Linked DNA regions of Mus musculus: all the other regions are linked to region 2. Evidence: chromatin contacts called from public promoter capture Hi-C data. All regions are on one chromosome and are shown on one strand. The core of a region is the stretch at or near the end of the contact, and the rest is flanking DNA. Distances in the headings are between cores, read along the strand shown. Region 1 has its middle 82 kb from the start of Gm34848. Region 2 overlaps Arhgef3 (Rho guanine nucleotide exchange factor (GEF) 3). Region 3 has its middle 23 kb from the start of Gm34848. Region 4 has its middle 55 kb from the start of Gm34848.

Region 1 (2,700 bases), core at 156-2,655, 200 kb after region 2:
CACGATTGAAATGTAAAGTACTTCAGGCATGGAGAGAGGCACCCCAGCCTGATACGGCATGTGCAAACATCCTGTGGCAGCGAGTGGGACATGCTGGAGAGAAGGTTGGGTCATGTGAACTTGAACACCTATAACCAGGGTCTTTACAGCAGCTTCTGTGCCAATACCACACCATGATTATAGAGTCAAGTACCCCCATCTGCCCCAGCCACATTCAGCAGCCGTGTCCTACCAAACAGATTCGGCCTCACGGGGTAGGGTAAAGACTGTGGCACTCAGATAATGAGGCTGTAATTCCATGCCAACCAATGACAAGGAAAGGCGTGGTAAGCAGGCAATATAACCAGGATTCTGTCAGGAAAAGAGGAACTCACCGGTTCTGGTATGTGCGTGGTTCTATGATGGACCCTGACCCGAAGAGAGTTAACCAAAAGAGTTACTTACAGTAAACATCCATTGAAACTGTCACTTGTGTATCAAGACTGATGCCTACCTGTTGAAAATTGACATCTATCTATTGACACTGAAATCCATCTATTGAAATTGATGGCTATCAACCATCTTAAAAGCTTTGTTTTTAAGAGTCTAGTTGTAGAAAAACAAGTGTTTCTCTGATTGTTCCAGGAAGGGCAACGAGCTCCAGCAGCCACCTCACCGCTTTCCCTCACGAGGAAGCCTCACTTTCCCCTTATCAGATGTCTCGATTCTCTCAGGACAGGGATGCCACACAGACAGGGAATTTCTCCTCCCTTTACCTTTGGATTTATAATGATGAACAGGATACTACCATCGTCCCCAGCCCAGAACCACAGAGAGGAGACACCCTACAAACGCTGGGGTGAGAGGGGCAATGTCGGCGCTCTGCTTAGCCCTGGGAATGCTGGGGCGTTGCGCATCAGAGCAGTGGCAGATGCTAAAACATACAACCAGAAACCGGCAGAATTCATTGCAACATTCTTTGGATGCACGGCTTCCCCTCTGGGAACGGCCTGGGTGGCCAATACGTGATCAAGCACTGTGGCATCTCTGTGGTACCTTGCATGTAAGAAGATAGCCATGAAGAGTAGTGAATTCAAAGTTGGTATTCAAAAGTCGGTCACCAGGGGGCAGGAGAGAGTAAAATTTCATAGCATGGCTTTTGAATTTGAGACTCTGATGAGAGTTTAGAAGAAGCCAAGATTAAACACAAAGACCTCCAGATAAAAATCTGGTTAAAAACCAACATATCTGAGCCTCCTTTAGTCCAGGCATTGAAGACTCTTTTTTTTTTTTTAATGGAAACGGGTCATGCAGACGGGCTAACATTGATCTTTATCAATCATTAACCGCCTCCCACACCTGCAGAGAAGCAATTCTGCAACTGAGTTACCAGAGGATAGGAAGATGAGGGCTCCAGCTCCTCTCCCATTCACATCATCCCTCCTCGTCCCCAGTTGCAGATCTACAAATATGGAACATCTGCATCATCCGCCTGCAGGGCTCTAGCCTCCACAGAGACCTGCCCTCCCACACTTCTGCATCTGCTTCTCTTCAAACCCCCTCCTCCCCACGGAGCCCCCCTCATAATCTATCAGCTTCTGGTCCTCTGCTTTAGCCACGCCTCTCCCTCACTCTTATACCGTACTGCAACCCTCCACAGTACTGGGATCTGTGTAGGTCTGAAGTTCCTATACTGGAGACTAGTCCCTAGAGTGTGGCGCGCCAGGGTTGGGCCTCAGAGAGGCCATCAGGCCACAAGGCAGCTCCCTTAAGAGACAGATCCGTGCCCTTATGAAACAGACCCCCTGGAGAGCTGCCTTCCTTCCCCAGCATGGAGGGTACAAGGAGTCAGGAAATGGGGGTGCCTCCAGATGGCAGAAGCAGTACCTTTAAAGGAAATAGTCAAGTGGAGTGAGTGGTACACGCCGGCAGCTTCAGCACTTAAGTCTGAGGAAGGAGGACCAGCTAAAGATGGGCAGCCTGGGCTATCATAGAAAGCTAAAGGCAAAAGCGGCAAAAGGCAGTCCCTACAACTTGGGGGAGGGACAGGGCCAGAAGGTCCGCTCTGCAGGGCTCCAGACAGGGTTGGCTCCACACAGCTACCCCAGGCAGGACCACAGGAACTCAGAGTCTGTGAGCTTTAACTCTATCCCCAGATGCCCCTGGCTGATTCAACAGAGAGGCAGCATGAGATGAAAGGAAGGAGGTCACTCCTCCCTTCAGCCCCAGAAGGGAGATCAGAAGATCAGAGGGTTTTATTTGTTCAATGTCCCAGAGTCTCTGAGTTCTAACTTTAAAATTCCATGGCAACACAGGGGCCTATAAAACATCCATGATACCGCCGGGTGTGGTGACACACACCTACCATGTCAGCACTTAGGAAGCTGAGACAGGATGGGTTTGGTTTGGGCCAACCTGAGCTACATGGTGAGACCCAGAGCGAAGGGAGCTGTGCGCAAGCTCTTCTAGCCCTGGCTTGCTCACACTCAGCCTGAGATGGAAGAAAAAGAAGTGAACCTTGGTGTTCTGACGAAAGAGGACGCACAGCATGACTCAGTTTCTGACTGGTCAGTAACGCTGCAAGCCACTGCTGTCTTCTGCAGTTTCCCCAGTCAGCAGAGGCTTTATAAACACAGTCAAAAAAACAACCACCCTTCCTGTGAGCCACATGACAGAAGGGGCCCCTCGGCACACAGTCAAGAGCTCACGCCAGCGGGACTG
Region 2 (2,923 bases), core at 267-2,766:
AGACCAATCATTCATCAAGACAACACCCCACAGACTTGCCTGTTGCTAATCCGATGGAGGCATTTTTTTTTTCAATCAAGTTTCCATTTCCCAGATAAGCTAACTGTGCCAAGTTGACAAAAAACAAACAAAAAACTAGGACAGTGCGGAAGTCTGACTGCTGTTATCCCCCCTGGGTTTTACTAGAGGCTACCCACCCAGCCTGAAGCTTCCATCACTGACAGTCATCATGCAGCGTAGTCCCTTCTGCTTGAGGATATGAGACTCTGCATGCCCCACAGGTGAAGATCAAACCCACAGTCCTAATATCACATAAGATGTTGTCATGTTTCCACATGGGACTTTGGAGGGTGCCTGCATTACTTTAAAGGCTGTAGTCACTGTTTGATAGGCAATACATTTATATGGTACCCAACACAGACCGCACAGAATGGACACCCTGGAAAGAACCTGCACTCTCAGGCCCTTCTTCCAGGAACTTCAGGAAGAAACACTGTTGCCAATATTTTAGGCATCCTTCCAGAAATATTTTCATGCATGCACACAAATTCATTCATATATATATAATATGTATGTGTGTGTGTATGTGTGTGTGTACATACATACATACACACACACACATACATACACACAATCATTTTAGATATGTGGTAGCACTGTTTTGTGCCTTGCTTCATCTACTAAGTTACCCAAGCACGCACGCACGTACATACACACACAAACACACCATCTCAATCTCTACAGCCATATAGTACTTTGAGTATTTCAATAGCTCCTAGTACCCCTTTTGCCAGGGTCCTCAGGTAGTTTTAGAGAGAGAGAGAGAGAGAGAGAGAGAGAGACAGACAGACAGACAGACAGACAGATAGACAGACAGAGACAGAGAGAGAACCAGTATACTAGTGAATACCAATAATCCTAGCACACAGGAGGAAAAGCAAAGGGTTCTCTGCAAGTTTTGCAGCACCATGTATGAAGAAGCGAGCAAAGCTGTACTGACAAACCCTCTAGAGAAGGGGGTGCCATCACAGCCACTTAGAGATGGGGTTATAGAAAACTTATGGGCAAATTAACTGTCCTCCACAAGAAAGAAGTTTTCCTTTATAAAGGTGTACCAAAGTTCTAAAAGCCAAATATTTTTTAAAACTTCCTAAAAGTTACTAAAAATATAAATGACTGTAGCCATGCACGGTAGTCCATGCCTTTAATCCCCACTCTTGAGAGGCAGAGGCAGGCAGGCAGATCTCTGGGTTTGATGCCAACCTGGCTTATATAGTGAGTTTCCAGACAGCCAGAACTAAAGAGAGAGTTTGTCTCAAAAACAAACAAAAACCAACAAAAACAAAACAACAACAGCAAAAACCAAACCAAACAAACAAAAATAATAACAATAAAAGGTAAGAGATATAAATAAAATGAAGATGATTGTCTTTGTGAGTGGATGAATCCTAACCGGACACTTAGCTTCAATATTGCAACATCGCTTGCTTTTTTTACAACATTATCCCTCCCCACGAGACCTGGCTCTGAGCGCTGATAAACTGATTCTTGTCTGCAGGGAACCTTCTGATGGACAGACACACAGGCAGCTCCAGGGGTCCCGAGCTTACCTCCTGTCTCTTGATCTCCTTGGCCGTGAGCACCTGATTGACACACACATCGAAGGTCTCACTCCACAGTTTGCTGTCTCTCCGCTTTGTGCTTGAGGAGGTGGCATTTCTGGACCAAGCTCGGGGGGCAAGGATGTCGGGGCGGCTCTCGCTGCGGAAGCTGATGGACCGCTACACAACGACAAAAAGAAACCACCATAGGGTCAGCAGCAGGACTGGGTGGATCTGTTTTGAGCAACTTCCTGTTGCTGACAGACACAAATCATCTGTAAGAAAGGAAGGGCATGGCCAAAGCTTTTAAGGAGTGGGAACCCTCTGCCGCCCATGCACCTTTTCACATATCTCTCTGTGTGACCTGGACACTGAGTGAACTAAAGAACCATGGCAGGCCAGGCTCACACAAAAGGCAGCTCTCCAACACACACCCTTTGATGTTTATTCTTCAAAAGCACAACGGAAAACAGTGGTGGATAACCATACACAAAAACCCACTATCTCCTACAACAGGACCCCACTATCCCGGGTGCCCCTTGTATAGTCTGCGTTGGCTTCTCCAGGTCCAATCAAATGGAGAGTGCCACGATCCCCATTCAGGGATGAGAAAGAGCAGGAGTATTCCTCTGGTCCTGTGAGTTCAGAGATGACACACACAGAAGTTTCTTGTGGCCATTCTCCCTGATCACACAGAACAAATCTATTTACCACAGGTGAGAAGAAAGGGGCACACAAGATAAAGGCTGGAGAGAATTACTGAGTGAGGGAGGAAACTTAACCAAACCAAACCATCCTGGATCTCACCATGCCTGAAGCCATGGGCTAATACAATCTTCTGTCTCCAGTAGTTAGAGTTCTATCAACTCAAAATGTGGCACCAAAATGCATACTGAGACCAGATGGTGCCCACCCCCGACATGTTTTGTTCTTTTGCAGAGGCCCCAACTGTGTTCAGAGATCTGATTGCAGCCTGGCGTGGTAGCGCACGCCTTTAATCCCAGCACTTGGTAGGCAGAGGCAGGCGGATTTCTGAGTTCGAGGCCAGCCTGGTCTACAGAGTGAGTTCCAGGACAACCAGGGCCACACAGAGTAACCGTCTCGAAAAAACAAAAAAAAAAAAACAAACAAACAAACAAACAAAAAAAAAAACAACAGAGATCTGATTGCCCAAAGTCCAGCCTTGTGAGTGAAATATACTACCATGGGGCTTTCTCATGACAACCACAAAGCATCCAAAGGAAGGTAATGTGTCATCTTTAGTCTTTACCCTGCAAGATTTCAACATGTTCCCTAGAGACGGACAAAGCAAAGAGTATTAC
Region 3 (2,861 bases), core at 337-2,836, 140 kb after region 2:
CTCTGCCACCTCCATTTTCCTGCAGTCATGGACCATTGCCTGAGCTGTGAGCAAGAATGAACCCTCTCTCCCATGCTGCTTTTATCAGGGTATTTTGTTACAACAACTGGAAAAGGAGGCCAGGATAGACCTTAAAAGATGTAACACCTCTCTGCTTGCTCCTCTGGACAAGAGAAGAATCCATTTGTGACCTCTCATGGAGCAGACTCCTAGCCAGCCTGCCTGTGAGGTGAATAAAGATTGTGTCTCTCTGCCTCAGATTTTGGGGACGTTACTCAGCATGAACTGAACAAGAGTGACCCTGACCTCTCTCACGTCTCACAAAGGTGGGGTTTTATGAACTGGGTCATTTTGTGGCTTTCTTGTTGCTTCCTCTCCAAGCTGGTAATGGTCCATTCAAAGAAGCCAGCAGAGGCCACAAAGATGAACATTTGGTCATCTGAACACCTGATACAAGCAATAACCAAGCTGCTTCTCCAGGAGTCCGGGGGTGGGGCTGATGGCTCAGAACTGGGGTGATTGTTCATTCCCATGAAGTAAGCAGAGTCAATAACCACAGCCGATGTCAGGGGACAGGTTGGGGCCTGTGAAAGGACAGGAAGGAGGCCGACAGGACCAGTAGTGAAGAGGTGGGGAGATGGGCCAAGCAGCTTGCTGAGATGACCACACTAGGCATGAAGAGAAGCCAGAACAGGGCTGAAGTTAATCAGAAAGCAGGTGGGCAGAGCCAGAGGTGGCAGCCAGAGTGGTCCTGAGCTCTTGCCCACAGCAGAGAGCAACCTGGACCTCAGGAGCTGGGAGGCCACTGAAGCATATGACACGATCCCAGGGTGTCGTAGAACCACCACAGAGCACATGGGGTGTGCCCATCTCTGTTTATCATGTTTCTTGGCAAAGAAATGGCTGAGCTGTTATTCAGGACTACTAAGTCATATGACAAAGGTAAGGTTTAAGAACAAAGTAAAACACAAAACTAAAAGGCAAAACAACAACAACACCAATAATAAAAAAAAATAGTATGTGAAAAATTACTGTCCTGGGCATGTTCAGACGTGGAAAACGAGGCTGCCCTTGGAGGGGCACAAATCCAGTTCAAATTTCTCTTCCCTCCAGATCAGCCATGGGTCAGGCGAGCATGCTCTGTGTTTGAAGGGCTTCTCTGATTTTACTAACTTTATATAATCCATAAGATAGGTCTGATCCTTGTGCCCATTCAGCAGGTGAAGGAATTGAGGTACAGAGAGAAGAAACTTGTGTTTGAAGTCAAGATGCCCACTCTAGGATCCAGATTCTTTTTTCACTCTTAAAACTATACTTTTTAAAATTTTGTGTGTATTAGATGTGTTGCCTACATATATTGCCATGCACCACATGCATGGCAATACTTGTGGAGTCTAGAGAAGGGTGTCAGAGCCTCTGGAACTGGAGTTATAGAGGGTTGTGAGTCACCATGTGGGTGTGAGAGCCAGTCTTCTGGAAGAGCAGCCAGTGCTATTAACAGTTGAGCCATCTCTGCAGCTCGAAGGAACCACAACCCTAACAGCTATGATTCTACTGCCTTTAAAAGAGAGGTGGGGGCCAGGGAAGTTGGCAGTACCCAGTGTTAACCGCAGTCTGAAACCTGATGACTTCCAAACTCCAGACTCCTACCCCGTGCTCTGTCCCACTAGACCAGAAGGAATGAGGGAACACAAGAACCAATGGCAGGGGGACAAGTAGGAACCTTTAGGAGCTGAGAGAGAAGCCATTGAGACTGGCAGGGAAGAGATGGGAAAATGAGCTAGACAGCATGCTGAGGCAGGCCCACTCGGGATACAGAGAGGCCAGAGCATGGGTAATGTTATTTAGAGACCAGGATGGACAGAGCAAGGATCAGCGCCAGAACCGGCTTCCTGAGCTCTTCCTGAGAGAGCCGCCCACCCAGCCAACACCGGGAACCTGTTTCCCTAAGTGACATCCATATGGTCTATATTTAGGTCCTAGAGCCACCCATTGTTTCAGTCCCAGCAGACAGTGGTGGTCACCACCCTGAGTGTGTCCCTAGTGAGTCACACGGTTGAGTGCTCTATCGGGAACCAGCTTTGAATGTCCTTCTCCTCCTGTGGCCTCCATGTCCAGTCCTGGGAAGGCTAGGAGAGGGGTTTTAAATAAAGCCCTGCACGCAATAAGCTGCCTCGCCCCCTCCACAAAAATAAGCCAAGATGGTGGCTGCCGCCAAGTCCATGTATACCACCGAGCCTTGTCTTTGGCAGGATTGCTTCTCCACCTCTGTGCTGAGACCCAGTGTAAAATCTGCCCCTTCTCTGGTAGTCACTCATACATCCTAGTTAGTACCACATGGGACCTGGTGAAGTTGGCTGAGTGCTGCTGGCTGGTCCAGCTTGGCACGTCATGAGCTACTTCAGTTGTTTCTCAGGACAACCAAAGAAGGTGGACATTATTATTTCCATTTCACATCACAGAAATTAGATTCAGAAAGGCATCATAACACACAGCTAGTAAGGCAAAGCTGGTACCCAAACCCACACCAGCCTGGTTCCAAAGTCCGTGCCCGAACCCCACTGGCTGCCAGCTCTCCACAGATGCAGAACTACTTGGATCAGATCTTAGTTACGGTGCTAACTTAACCTTTCTCCTTTCCTCCCTCCCATCCATGACCAAAACTTCCCCAGAGCCTTTTCTGGAAACTGTCAGAGATAAAATAATCAAAATTATCAAAATTTATTCCATTTCTTCTTTTTTTTCGAGACAGGGTTTCTCTGTGTAGCCCTAGCTATCCTGGAACTCACTTTGTAGACCAGGCTGGCCTAGAACTCAGAAATCTTCCTGCTTCTGTCTCCCAAGTGCTGGGATTAAAGGCG
Region 4 (2,700 bases), core at 106-2,605, 170 kb after region 2:
CTGCCACTGACCCAAGCACCAGTTGAAATTTAGTTATTCATGCCAGGTTAAAAAGTTGAGAAATTCTTACTGATTTACTGATTTCACAACATGGGGAATCAGACCTAGGGCCTTGTGTATGATCGTCAAACACTCAGCCTGAGGTTTTCTGAAAAAGGATCTCACTAATGTAGCCCAGGCTAGACTGCATTACTCATGATCCTCTGCCTCTGTAATTTATAGATGTGTGACTCTAAAATAATTTTCCAAAAAGGAACAGATATTGACACCTCAAGACCATAGACAGAATAATCAGCCCAGCTGGCCTGGGACAGAGGGTTGACTCCCTGAAGTGTGGGACTTTGGGTACTAAAATCAGAACAGTCCCTTGGCCATTTGGAATGGGCCTTCTGCCCTATGTACTCTTGGCTAACAACACTGAATAGCAGAACACTGAAGAGGGATTGAAAACAAGGACCTTACAAAAGACTGCTTTGCTCATGAAAGATCTGGTTTCTGTGTCATTGGTCCACAATGACATCACTGGTCAGTTTCAGAAGTATGTCTAGGCTGCATGGGTAACAGAGACTTCCGGCCAATGACTCTGGGAAATGCTGCAAACCCCCCTTCTGGAGTCTCCAGACATTATCCCATCTCTGACATGTCCTACAGCGGTGAACACATTTTTTTTTTTCCAAATGTGATGGGTTTATTTTACTCTGATGCAAAACCAAAGCTCTCACTAGAGCAGAGACTGATATAACAAAAGGCCATGGAAAAGTGGACTGGGACATGCAGGGCATGATGTACAGACTGGGGAGGCAGGTCACTCCTTTAACATGACACTACGTTGTTGCTGAGGAACATATTTAAATTAACTCTGCAGAACTCAACTGAAATGTGGCACAAACATGACAATTTCCAGGCATGCCTTCCAGGACCTCCCATTGAATAGATCTGTAATCTCTAGACTTCAGTGTGGGAAGAATTACAATTCTTTAGAAGAATTAAAAGTTCACACTTTTGAAATGTCACGGAATTTTAAGGCCAGAACATAGTGGGTTCATTTCTCTTCATTTCCAGGGACAAGTGATACTCTACTCAAAACCACACTAAGCCTCCAGTTCAAATCCCAATCCAACCTTGTGGCCTCCTGCATTGAAGTTATTTCCATCTATTAAAGCTGACAGGGTCAGTTTGACTCCTGGTCGGAGGGTCTGTGTATAACCCAGTCCAATTAAACTGGCATTGTTTACTTTGGCAGATAGAGAAGTTCTACAATCCAGCTTATATTTAGCAGCGATGCCAAAACGAGTGTTGTTGGTGCCAGCTGTCCACGCCAGGTTTATTGACGTTTCAATCCTCTCGTTAACTTTCTGGTAGATAGAGCCTCCAAACTCAGTGCCACCAGTCACGTGAGTATGCAGCTGGAAGTCTGCAGCCTTGTAACCAAGAGCGAAATTATTCTGAGACAGTTTGGATTTGGCTGTGTCAAAACTCATCTGATAGCCAGCAAGCCAACCTTCAAAGGCCAACACAGCCCAGCCATAGATGGTCGGTCCAGAAAAATCTATACCAACATTACTGCAGAGATTTTTAAAAATCTCATCTATAGGAGGCCTTTAATTTCCCACTCTTTTTTCCTGTGTTTGGTACAAATATGGTATCAAGAGTCAGTTTCAACCCTTCAGCCAACTTATTCTCCCAAGAGATTTCTGTCCCAAGAGTGTTGTCTATATTCCACTTTTGGGTGAAGGTGAGCCCATAGTTGCAGACCTTATATTTGGTCTCTAGGTTGCCTGATGCTTTCCCTGTATCAGTAAAAGCATGACCTGAAGTAGAAAATTCCACTCCACTACAAGACTTGGTTTTTAGATCTATTTTGACCATGCCAAACCCGTACCCTTTGTTAAAGACATCCTTGGCAGCCTTTCCTAGGTCGCAGTAAGTTGGTGTGTGACACATAGCTACAACCCGAGGGTGGGCCCATCCCGCTCCACCAAGGCAACGCTGAAGGTCTTCTCACGGTGAACACATTTTACAGGGCACATTCAGCATGTCCCAAATATACTGCACCCCACAAGCTTTTTTTTATCTCTTGCTGGTCACGAGCATTCCCTGAACCCACTTGGGAAATGGTGGTCTTATCCAGAAAATCATCAACAGCAGGCACGATATCTACTTCAGCCAGTCACACACCGACCTCAGAAGTCAGTACAATTGAGCACAGTCTCCTCATGCTCAATGAAAAGTATGCTATCACCCAAGAGAAAACAATATCAGGTCAGTGAGATGGCTCACTGGGTAAAGGTGACTATCACCAAACATGACCTGTGTTCAATCCCTGGACCTATACGGTGGAAGGAGAAAACTGACTCCCACTTGCAAGTTGTCCTCAGATTTCCACACATGTGCCATGGCACATGCTGCACACACACCCACAAATGGCAGATAAATAAATATTTTAAATCAGTGTCACATTGCACAGTTTTAATAAATGACTGCACTCTATCCACAACTTCAAAGGATGACTAGAACCATTAGAATAAATCAAAATAGTATTGACTAAAGACTTGACACACAATTTAACAACGTCATGTGGATGTTGTGCAAGATAGGTGTCCTTCATTCCTTCAACAAACCAGGCATTAGGCCAGGTCTAGTTATAGAGCAGTAAACAAAAAAATAAACAAGATCCCAACACACTTCCACTTGGGGCTT

What was found. Promoter capture Hi-C pulls out the DNA fragments that hold promoters and counts their contacts. Capture Hi-C pulls out chosen DNA fragments and counts their contacts.
Region 1: a contact with region 2 is called in a promoter capture Hi-C map of liver. The contact joins two enhancer-like sites. A contact is called at or near these places in 14 of 39 promoter capture datasets (3T3-L1-derived adipocytes, the C10 cell line, the HPC-7 cell line and 8 more), 3 of 15 datasets of contacts at CTCF or cohesin (CD8 T cells and embryonic stem cells), 6 of 484 Hi-C or Micro-C datasets (bone marrow-derived macrophages, embryonic stem cells, inguinal white adipose tissue and 1 more), 13 of 115 datasets of contacts at active chromatin or transcription factors (CD8 T cells, Th17 cells, acute myeloid leukemia and 6 more) and 1 of 9 other capture datasets (embryonic stem cells).
Region 3: a contact with region 2 is called in a promoter capture Hi-C map of adipose tissue. The contact joins two enhancer-like sites. A contact is called at or near these places in 9 of 39 promoter capture datasets (the C10 cell line, the HPC-7 cell line, cranial neural crest and 6 more), 5 of 484 Hi-C or Micro-C datasets (CD4 T cells, CD8 T cells, Th1 cells and 2 more), 12 of 115 datasets of contacts at active chromatin or transcription factors (the 230-238 cell line, CD8 T cells, bone marrow-derived macrophages and 8 more) and 3 of 9 other capture datasets (adipose tissue, embryonic stem cells and liver).
Region 4: a contact with region 2 is called in a promoter capture Hi-C map of liver. The contact joins two enhancer-like sites. A contact is called at or near these places in 16 of 39 promoter capture datasets (the 3T3-L1 cell line, 3T3-L1-derived adipocytes, the C10 cell line and 11 more), 2 of 15 datasets of contacts at CTCF or cohesin (CD8 T cells and embryonic stem cells), 5 of 484 Hi-C or Micro-C datasets (bone marrow-derived macrophages, embryonic fibroblasts, embryonic stem cells and 2 more), 9 of 115 datasets of contacts at active chromatin or transcription factors (CD8 T cells, Th17 cells, acute myeloid leukemia and 3 more) and 1 of 9 other capture datasets (embryonic stem cells).

What each region holds. Positions count from the first base shown.
Region 1 is chr14:27,182,191-27,184,890 of GRCm38.p6, reverse strand. It overlaps a transcript of Arhgef3 not described here. Among named protein-coding and RNA genes, the nearest start is that of Gm34848, 82 kb to the left of the region's middle. Within about 2 kb of position 1,405, at least 12 of the 459 cell types and tissues checked have an H3K27ac peak or open chromatin away from gene starts, as enhancers often do. A contact at or near this core is called in liver, where this site is marked.
Region 2 is chr14:27,378,449-27,381,371 of GRCm38.p6, reverse strand. Arhgef3 (Rho guanine nucleotide exchange factor (GEF) 3) reads right to left here. Exons shown (of 10, transcript NM_001289687.1): 3 at 1,611-1,781. Gm52096 (a long non-coding RNA gene) reads left to right here. Exons shown (of 3, transcript XR_003951012.1): 3 at 1,559-1,643. Among named protein-coding and RNA genes, the nearest start is that of Gm52096, 3.7 kb to the left of the region's middle. Within about 2 kb of position 1,516, at least 69 of the 459 cell types and tissues checked have an H3K27ac peak or open chromatin away from gene starts, as enhancers often do. A contact at or near this core is called in adipose tissue, liver and memory CD8 T cells, where this site is marked.
Region 3 is chr14:27,241,561-27,244,421 of GRCm38.p6, reverse strand. It overlaps a transcript of Arhgef3 not described here. Among named protein-coding and RNA genes, the nearest start is that of Gm34848, 23 kb to the left of the region's middle. Within about 2 kb of position 1,586, at least 34 of the 459 cell types and tissues checked have an H3K27ac peak or open chromatin away from gene starts, as enhancers often do. A contact at or near this core is called in adipose tissue, liver and memory CD8 T cells, where this site is marked.
Region 4 is chr14:27,209,641-27,212,340 of GRCm38.p6, reverse strand. It overlaps a transcript of Arhgef3 not described here and the pseudogene Gm7591. Among named protein-coding and RNA genes, the nearest start is that of Gm34848, 55 kb to the left of the region's middle. Within about 2 kb of position 1,355, at least 4 of the 459 cell types and tissues checked have an H3K27ac peak or open chromatin away from gene starts, as enhancers often do. A contact at or near this core is called in liver, where this site is marked.